Regions from separate parts of the Mus musculus genome. Here region 1 is linked to region 2. Evidence: chromatin contacts called from public promoter capture Hi-C data. All regions are on one chromosome and are shown on one strand. Each heading gives the region's core, a stretch centred on a gene start, on an enhancer-like site or on the middle of the called end of the contact. The rest is flanking DNA. Distances are from core to core; before and after follow the strand shown. Region 1 has its middle 11 kb from the start of Gm26021. Region 2 overlaps Rbm28 (RNA binding motif protein 28).

Evidence for each region. Capture Hi-C pulls out chosen DNA fragments and counts their contacts.
Region 1: a promoter capture Hi-C map of liver shows a contact between it and region 2. The contact joins two enhancer-like sites. A contact is called at or near these places in 1 of 484 Hi-C or Micro-C datasets (nephron progenitors), 5 of 115 datasets of contacts at active chromatin or transcription factors (embryonic stem cells, extraembryonic endoderm stem cells and large pre-B cells) and 3 of 9 other capture datasets (adipose tissue, liver and pancreatic islet).

The regions. Positions count from the first base shown.
Region 1 is chr6:29,243,782-29,248,033 of GRCm38.p6, forward strand. No RefSeq gene overlaps it. Among named protein-coding and RNA genes, the nearest start is that of Gm26021, 11 kb to the left of the region's middle. Within about 2 kb of position 1,825, at least 114 of the 459 cell types and tissues checked have an H3K27ac peak or open chromatin away from gene starts, as enhancers often do. A contact at or near this core is called in liver, where this site is marked.
Region 2 is chr6:29,143,570-29,147,611 of GRCm38.p6, forward strand. It overlaps Rbm28 (RNA binding motif protein 28), which reads right to left. Exons shown (of 19, transcript NM_133925.2): 10 at 1-94. Among named protein-coding and RNA genes, the nearest start is that of Rbm28, 19 kb to the right of the region's middle. Within about 2 kb of position 2,017, at least 42 of the 459 cell types and tissues checked have an H3K27ac peak or open chromatin away from gene starts, as enhancers often do. A contact at or near this core is called in liver, where this site is marked.

The sequences.
Region 1 (4,252 bases), core at 575-3,074, 100 kb after region 2:
AGATGTTGTTTTAACAGGCTTTTTCATGGGATCTCAGGGGGTTGAACTCAGGTCATCTGCTTCCACAGGTGCACTTAGCCAGTGAGCCATTTCTAAGGTCCTCTTTGGGCTTTAAGGCTTTTCTCTGCAAGAGGCAACCTCTCCCTATTCCTGATGATTGCACCTATGGCTTTCTGAATGCTAGATAAGAGCTGTACCCCTGAGTTATATCTCTAGACCTAGGGCAGTTGTTATGTCTTCCCTGGCAGGTGGTTTGAACCCCGGGTCAACTATTAAGGAGGAAGAGGAAGCAGCAGCAGTGTCCCTAACACATGCATCCCATAAACATCCAGTGAGCATCGATGTGTGCTGGGTGGAGGCCACAGCAAGACTCAACCACTGCCCCCAAGGCTTATGGTCTAATGAAGGGCCAAGAGACAGACAATTACACATCTCCTGGGATCTGCGCTAACACATGGAGAAAAGCCAACCCTTGCTCTGGGTCAGCAAAGACTTCCCGGAAGAAATGACATTTATTTGGTATTTATTTGGAAATTTGAGGAAGGTAGGACATAGTGGTTTGCGCCTGCAATCCCAGAACTTGAGAGGTTGAGGCAAGGAGGATCTTCCCCAATCCCAGGCCAGCTGGAGCCACAGAGTAAGACTTTGTCTTTAATAACAAAGGGGAGGTGGTGGTGGATGGAATGACTCAGTAGGTAAAGCCACTTGCCGAGCCTGACAACCTGAGGTCTATGCCCACACCCCAAGTGGTAGAAGAAAGAATGAAGATGTGTTATCTTCTGACCTCCACAAATGCTCTGTAACACACACACACACACACACACACACACACACACACACACGTATAATTTAAAAAGAACAACTAAACATGAGAGCATTGCCAGAACAAAAATAGTGATTTAAAAATGATGATGTTGGGTGGAGAGCCCTGGCTGCCCTTCCAGAGGTCCTGAGTTCAATTCCCCGTGACCATATGGTGGCTCATAACTCTATAATGGGATCTGGTGCCCGCTTCTGGCACGCAGGTGTACATATAGATAAAGCACTCATGCATTAAATAAATAAATCTTAAAAGAAAAAAAAACGGAGATGTTCGACTCATATAGTAGTGAGAGGCTATCAGTTATCCACTGAAGCTATCCACTGAGAAAGAATGGTTGGCACAGGAGCTGACTCACCCAGGGACAAAAGCACTTGGTTTACGAGTCTTGGATATCTTACATTTGCATGGTTACAATGTTTTTGTTTTCAAGTCTAGATTTAGTGATTTATTTACTCTTATTTATTTATTTTAATGGTTTGATTATTTTAAACTGTCCCACGGTTTTAGTCTTTCTTTTTTCTTTTCTTTCTTTCTCTTTTTTTTTTCTCTTTTCTTTCTGTTTTTTTTTTTTCCAGTTGTCCCTTGAACTAATACTAATCCCCCTGCCTCAATTTCTTAATGCTGGCATTACAGGTCTGCCCCACCAAACTTGGGGCAGGGGGAAACCAGCAGCAACAACAAAACCTTAGCAGCTGAGCCCCTCCATGGGTCAAGAACCTCTGCTTTGTGTGGCCAGTGCCTAAGGGCACCTGCATCCGGAACAGTCTGAGCCCCACCCTCATTTCCAAGGCTGACATACCAAGGCACACCTTCTCAGTAGTCAGATGGTCCCAGCCAGCATCCTAGCTACAGTACTAGTCTGAGTCTTAGTTGTCAAATGTTCTCACTATGACATGCTTTGGATTCCAGTGGCCTTAATGAGAAAGTCAGAGTCCTGGGTGGGGCTCATATCAACCTCTCAGCCACCTAGGGCTACAGGTCAGAGGTGAAACCTCATAGCACAGATGTCGTAACTGCTCTCTGTGTCCAAGCATTCTGGAAATATCTCACCACTTCTATCAGTAGTTTGGGGTCAGAGAGAGATAGCCAGGTGATATTTGCTTTGTACCTTTAGCGCAGCCCCTAGAACTCTGAGCACACCCGAGGGCAGGATTTGGCTTGTTCCACTTAAGCCTGTGGACACCCAGATTGTGAAAATTAAGAGGTGGCTATGGGCAGTGTAGAAAGCCACTCTTACATTGCTTGCTGTCTAATAGGCACATGGTGACATGACATCAGAACAGGATGTCGCAGGCCACTCCTGGCACTCACTCCCTTCCTCGTCCCCTCACCCGTGACCTCAGGTTTCCCAATGCAAAGCATCAGCATCGCTGCCTTTTACGCACTGAGCTCTACTTCCTGTGTGGACAAATATGATCAGCCTACTCCTGACGCCGTGCTTTCTCACACTGACATTTCCGTACCCTTCCCCACTAGAGACGGACTCTATCCCCGAGAACCTGCAAGGCAAGATAAACCCCGTCTTGAAACAAAAACAAACCCTGCTTAAAAGCAAAGCTGATAGCCTGGTGCAGTGGTGCCTGTTGGTTATCTCAGCACTCAGGGAGACAAGGGCTCAGCAGGTTTGAGGCTAGCCTGGTCCTTGTAGTAAGTTCTATACCAGCCAAGGCTACACGACAAGAATCTTGTTAAAAACTGGTGTCCTGGAGAGGCAGGTGTAGGAGGATCTCTTGGGAGTTTCAGAACAGCTAGGGCTGTGTAGGGAGACAGTGTGTCAATAAAAAACAAACAAAGCTCAGGTGGTGAAATGGCTGAGAGGGTAAAGGTATCTGACAGGCAATCCTGACCACCTGAGGCTGATCCTCAGCGTCAGATTCAAGAGGAGAGCCAAACCCAAGAAGCAGTCCTCGGAGCTCTGAATGTGAGCCATTTGTGTGAGCCATCTAACACCCATACACAAAGATAAAGAAATAAATGTGAAAAGATACATAAAAATAAAAGCAAAATTTATCAAGACCGGAATTGGTGTCCCCACCCGCCTAGGGACACTTCAAAGAATCCCCAGAACGGGAAACTCAGTCTTTGAGTCACTTGTGACCAGGGCAAGACCTCTGCCCTCCACCGCTTTTGGGAAAGAGTCAGTCATTGTGGCTCTGCCTGCCTAGCCCGCAGTCTGCTTGCTGACCTCATGGGTTCAGGTGGAGGCTAAGCTGAAGAGGGACCTTTCACCTGCTTCCTGCCCACTCATTTCCCTGTGGCAGCCACAGGTCCCTACCCTGCAAACAGATGCCAGTCACATACATACACTGCCTCCTTGTTGGCCTGGGGGAAATTAGACAAGACTGTACTACACTGTAGGAGTTTGTAACCTTCACTAACCTTAGGGGCTGTACCAGCATCAAGAACAGGTTGCCTGTGGCTGTCCTTGGGAAAAGTGGAGTCTCCCTGAATTTTGAGACTAATGGAGATAATATTTAAGGGAGCCCTATAGTCTACTTTCTGGCCTGAAAAGAGGTGGTTTTAGGCCAGGCACCTCCAAATTACCTGCAAACATGCCCACCTCATGTCAATCACCCCTCCTGCCTCTGCCCCACAGCAGGACTGCTGTGTGGCCCAGCCCCTCCCTGCCTCCACATCTCACTGGGGAGTATAGATGAGGCAGGCAGAGGTCTGGCCGTTCAAGGCAGTTTCCTTCTGAGTCACTCCTTCCCAGAAAGAACTAACTAGTCAGCAAGCAGCACTAATCTTGGGGAGACCCATCTACTCATGTACACTGAGGCTCCAAGCAGTTTGGGGGCGGGGGCAAGGCACTTCTACTAGATCCAAGCGGGTCAGGGACCGGCTTAAACCCTCCTGCTTCCTGGAACCTAGGCATTTATAGGGGACTGAGGCTTTCCCAGAGAAGAACCCGTTTATTGTTGGGCAGAGAATTCTTCCCAGTGGGAAGGCTTTGCAGACATGGGCCATCAAGTTATCAGAGCAACAGGAACACAGATTGTACTGTCATAAAGGACGACAAACCTGGTTTGGACATTTAAAAAACCTGTTTTACAAGAGATGGCTTTCTTTTCTCAGAGGTCAGGTTTTTCAGTTGTAAAGTGTGTAATGATTAATAGTGTACCAATTTCTTAAATTACTACTATGAAAATAAAAGGCAAAACAGAATGTTCGCTTTTAAATTTAATTTTTATTTTATATATCTGGGTATTTTGCCTATATGTATGTCTGTGCACCACTCGTGTTTCTGATGCCTACAGAGGCCAGAAGGAGGTGTTGGATCCCCTCTGGAAATGGGTTTACAGGTGGTTGCGAGCTGTTGTGAGGGTAGCTGGAAAGTGAATTTGTGTGTGTGTGCTGTTTACGTACACAAGTGTGAGTGTGTGTCACCGTGTGCGTGGAGGTCAGAGAACAACTTTTGGGAGTCAGTTC
Region 2 (4,042 bases), core at 767-3,266:
GTCTGGATGCAAGACAACTCGGACATACTTAAGATCCCCAAACTGTTGGAGGACCTCGCCAAGTGCCTCTTCTTCTGAGTCAAATGAAAGATTTCTGTGGAAGAAAAACAGGTCACACGAATTTCAGTGACAAAGCAAGACCTTGAGTTTTGATCTGAGGTATATGAATTAGACATCGACAAATGATGTCTGCCTTGTTCACATCCATTCTCCCTTCTTCAAAATAGCAGTAGCACACAAGAGCGGCCCCTAGTGGCTAAGCCTTGGTCTATCAGTCTGGCCCTATGTCCCAACCTTCCTATATCAGATTCTGTCACTTGAAAATTTAAAATTTAATAGACAAAAAAAAAGCCAAAAAAACTAAAAGCTGCAGATATAGATACATTAACTTCGAAACTGAAGTGTCACAGATACTGGAATGATACAGATATGCTATAGCATGACCTGATAATCATGTGGCTATATAAATGAAAACTTTGCTTAGCTGTACCCTTAAAGTAATACACTTTACAGAAATACCTTGTGCCTTCATTTTTTTTTTTTAAAGATGGCATCCTAGAGAAAAGACCCACAACCTCCAGCAGCGGGAATCTAAATTTCCCAGACTTTCACTGCCTACTCAAGATTTGCATCTAGACAACACCGATTCTGTGAACAAACCAGTATTCATCCAGTCTGTTCTCTTTCACTCACTGGGGCTGAAATTAGTTTTTCTTATTACAACCAGAAGTTTTCACGGGAGTCTGGTAAGAAACATGTTTTTCTTTTATTGAATTAGACATATTCCCCGCCATGTTTATATGAAATCTGGATCTCAGTTAAAATTTTCTAACGAGGGCAAAATCTTTCAAAATAACGCAAAAGAAAAACATGTTAAGATGACTAGGTCACGGTGAGATGACTAGGCAAACGGGAAGGGAGAAGGGGAGAGAGAAAGGGGGAAGGGAAAAGGAAAGAGCAGGAACCATACATTGAATATCCTTAATCTGAGAAGCTAAAGCTTTTTGTGTATTTTTAAAATGTTTAGTATGCATATACATGCATGTGCACCATGAAATGCATGTGATGATTACAGGACAATTTGTAGGAATCTAGTTCTCTCCTTCCAGCATGTAAATCCTGAATATCAAACTCAGGTTGTCAGGCTGTGTCAAGCCTTTTCGTACCAAGCCATCTCACTCAGCAGTCTGCCTACAATTTAGTAAACTAACCTGACCTAGAAAATGCAGTAGGACCTAACTCCACTCTGTATATTCCCCTGGAAACAAAAGGCGTATCTTTCTGTATTCTGGACATGACTTTAAAAGAGAAGCTAGAGGCTAGCTGGGATGTAGCTCAGTTGGCAGAGTGCTTGCTGGTGTCTTAGTTTGCTTTTTATTGCTGTGATAAAGCCATGACCAAAAGCAAGCTGGTGGGGAAAGGGTTTATTACAGCTCGCCCCTGGAACTGGAGTTGCAGACTGCTGTTGAAGGTATGAGGCCAAATCTGCTTTTGGCCTACAGAATCTCCCATGCACACCCTCCTCTCCATCCAACAGTGGCTAACTGGGGAGTTTCCCCCCAAACTCCCTACATTCCTACACTTGATAAGTACATTCCATTCAGTTCTGTGTGGTTAGCAAAGCTTTCTTTTCACTTTGGGCGGTTGTACTGCTAAGATCTGGAGTCCTCCGCCTCTGAAAACCCTGTCCACAGGTTCTAGATTCTTCCTTAGGCCCACTGGGGTCTCTCTCTTGGTGACATGAGTCTGCTGTGACCCCTTTGTCCCAGAGATCTCAAGATACATACATGAAGATGCCCAGTCTCTCAACTTAGACCCACGGGCCTCCACTGGTGATAGAAATGTTTCCTGCACCAGTAAAACACATTAATAGTGCACTTTAGCTCCCAAATGCATCTCTGCTTTCCCTTCTGCTGCTCCAAGCCCTGTGCTGTGACTCTTACACTCTCTGAACAGTCCTACATGACACTGTAAGCCTCTGCAGCATTTCAGTCTTAGGAGTACTGACTGGCAGGCACTTCGTGCTCACCAGCTGCTGGGCTGCTCATGCAGCCTACCTCACCCACACCTCCCTACAGCCCACACTGCCTGAGCCTACCTCAGCAAGGATGCTACACTCCTCAGGCCCCCACTACAGGAGGTCCCCCTTCTCCTTACCCATCAACTGCCCGCCCAGCTATACTTATTTCCACGTCAGCCCTGCCACTCTGCACAGCCCAGTCTGCCCTCCAACACTCCGTAACAACCCCGTATCTTCTCTCCAGTCTCCCTAGGAACTGCAGCTTCCTGAGCCCTATGTCTGGCTCACAGTGAGATCCTTTCCTCGCTATCTCCTCCATGAGCTGCCTGCTAAGTCTGACAGCTCTCTTGGGTCCCTCTGGGCCTGCGCAATGTCCTTCTTGGAAGTCCTGGAGCTTCTTTATGTCCATGTCTGGGCTACTGTGACCCCTACCCTTCACTCCCTCTTCTGCCACTGTGGCCCCCAGAACTTGTTCCAGCTGCAACCTAACAGCTCCTCCCTCCCCCTCACCGTTGTCTCTTCAAAAAGCTCCCTCCGTTCAGCCTGATGGCAAGCCCACTCCAATCCTAAAGCCAATTTCCCACCACCTACCGTCCAGACGCCAGCTCTCCCTCTGCTGCTACGCTACTGTTACAACTGCCTCCACTTCCTCTTCCCAGCTCCCTTCCTAAAGCCAAATTCTCCACTGTTGACTGAACTACAATACAATTTATTTATGGTTGCCTTATCAGATACCTCTCTCATTTGACCCTCCCTCCACCAAAGCCCTCACCATCAGCCCAACTTATTAACCATTTCCTGCCAGACACTGACTTCAGCTTTAAAGCCGGCCATACAAAAGTCATATTCTGTAATGACAAGAAGTTTATTACATTTATGGTTTACAAAAATAAGTTTTCTTTAGCCTCATGCATATGTATTTTCAAGGTTAAGCCTAAAATCGGGTATACTTAATATATGGCCCTCAAACTCCTCAGAGATCTGCTGAATATGGCATTTAAAATGTTCAATAAAAAACTTCCCACAATAAATAGAGAGCTCCTTCTAACAAGAAAACGTTAAGGTCTCCAAAGAAGGCAAATGGGGAACAACTGCAGCTGACTCCACCTGGACCGCAACACTAACCGCTCCCCGGGGAAAACTGCCACCCCCTCCCCCGCAGCAGGAATCCACACAAGCTGTGGACACTGGATTGACTGCTATACTTTGCCTTATCAGAATAAGGTCAATGTTCCCAAGGCCGCCCTTCCTCTACAGGAAGAATTCCTCAGCCCTAGTCTGACAGCCAAAGGCCTGCTGCTCTGGGACAACTATTAAATGCAGTTCTTTTCAGACAACTGAAGACGGACTGCTTCTGCAGTGAACCATGTGAGCCTCAAATGACTAAGTAAGTCTTTGTCATTTTTATTGCTATAAAAACAATTTAAACTGTACTTCTTACTCAAATCTATCCCTCTCAGGTCTCTGGTGACATTGGTGAGTAGCTGCAGCTTTAACAACAGCCAACACCCAGCAGCCTGCTCGGTCCATTTCCTATAGACAGGCTACACACTAATACCTGAATTTCTAAAGCTTATAAGAAACAGACAAAAAAAGTTATGTAGGTTAAGAAAAAAAAAAAAAAAAAAAGGCTGGGCAGTGGTGGTGCACGCCTTTAATCCCAGCACTCGAGAGGCAGAGGCAGGAGGATTTCTGAGTTAGAGGCCAGCCTGGTCTACAGAGTGAGTTCCAGACAGCCAGGGTTACACAGAGAAACTCTGTCTCGGGGGGGGGGGGGGGGGGAGTGATACAAGTTATACAGGTCTAAGAAAGTAATTTAAAGTATACACAGCTCTGACATTATGACAGTCCAAGGAAATGTGTTAAGTTCTGAAGATACAAAAGCATAAGTAAGTCATAAAGGTCTGAGAAAGTGATTAACTTAAGGTGTGTGAGAAGCTGTTTTGGACTTCATTCCTCTGCTCTGTGCTACTGTTGGGTCCCACGGCCTGAATACACAGCAGTCCTCCACACCCCTCCAGA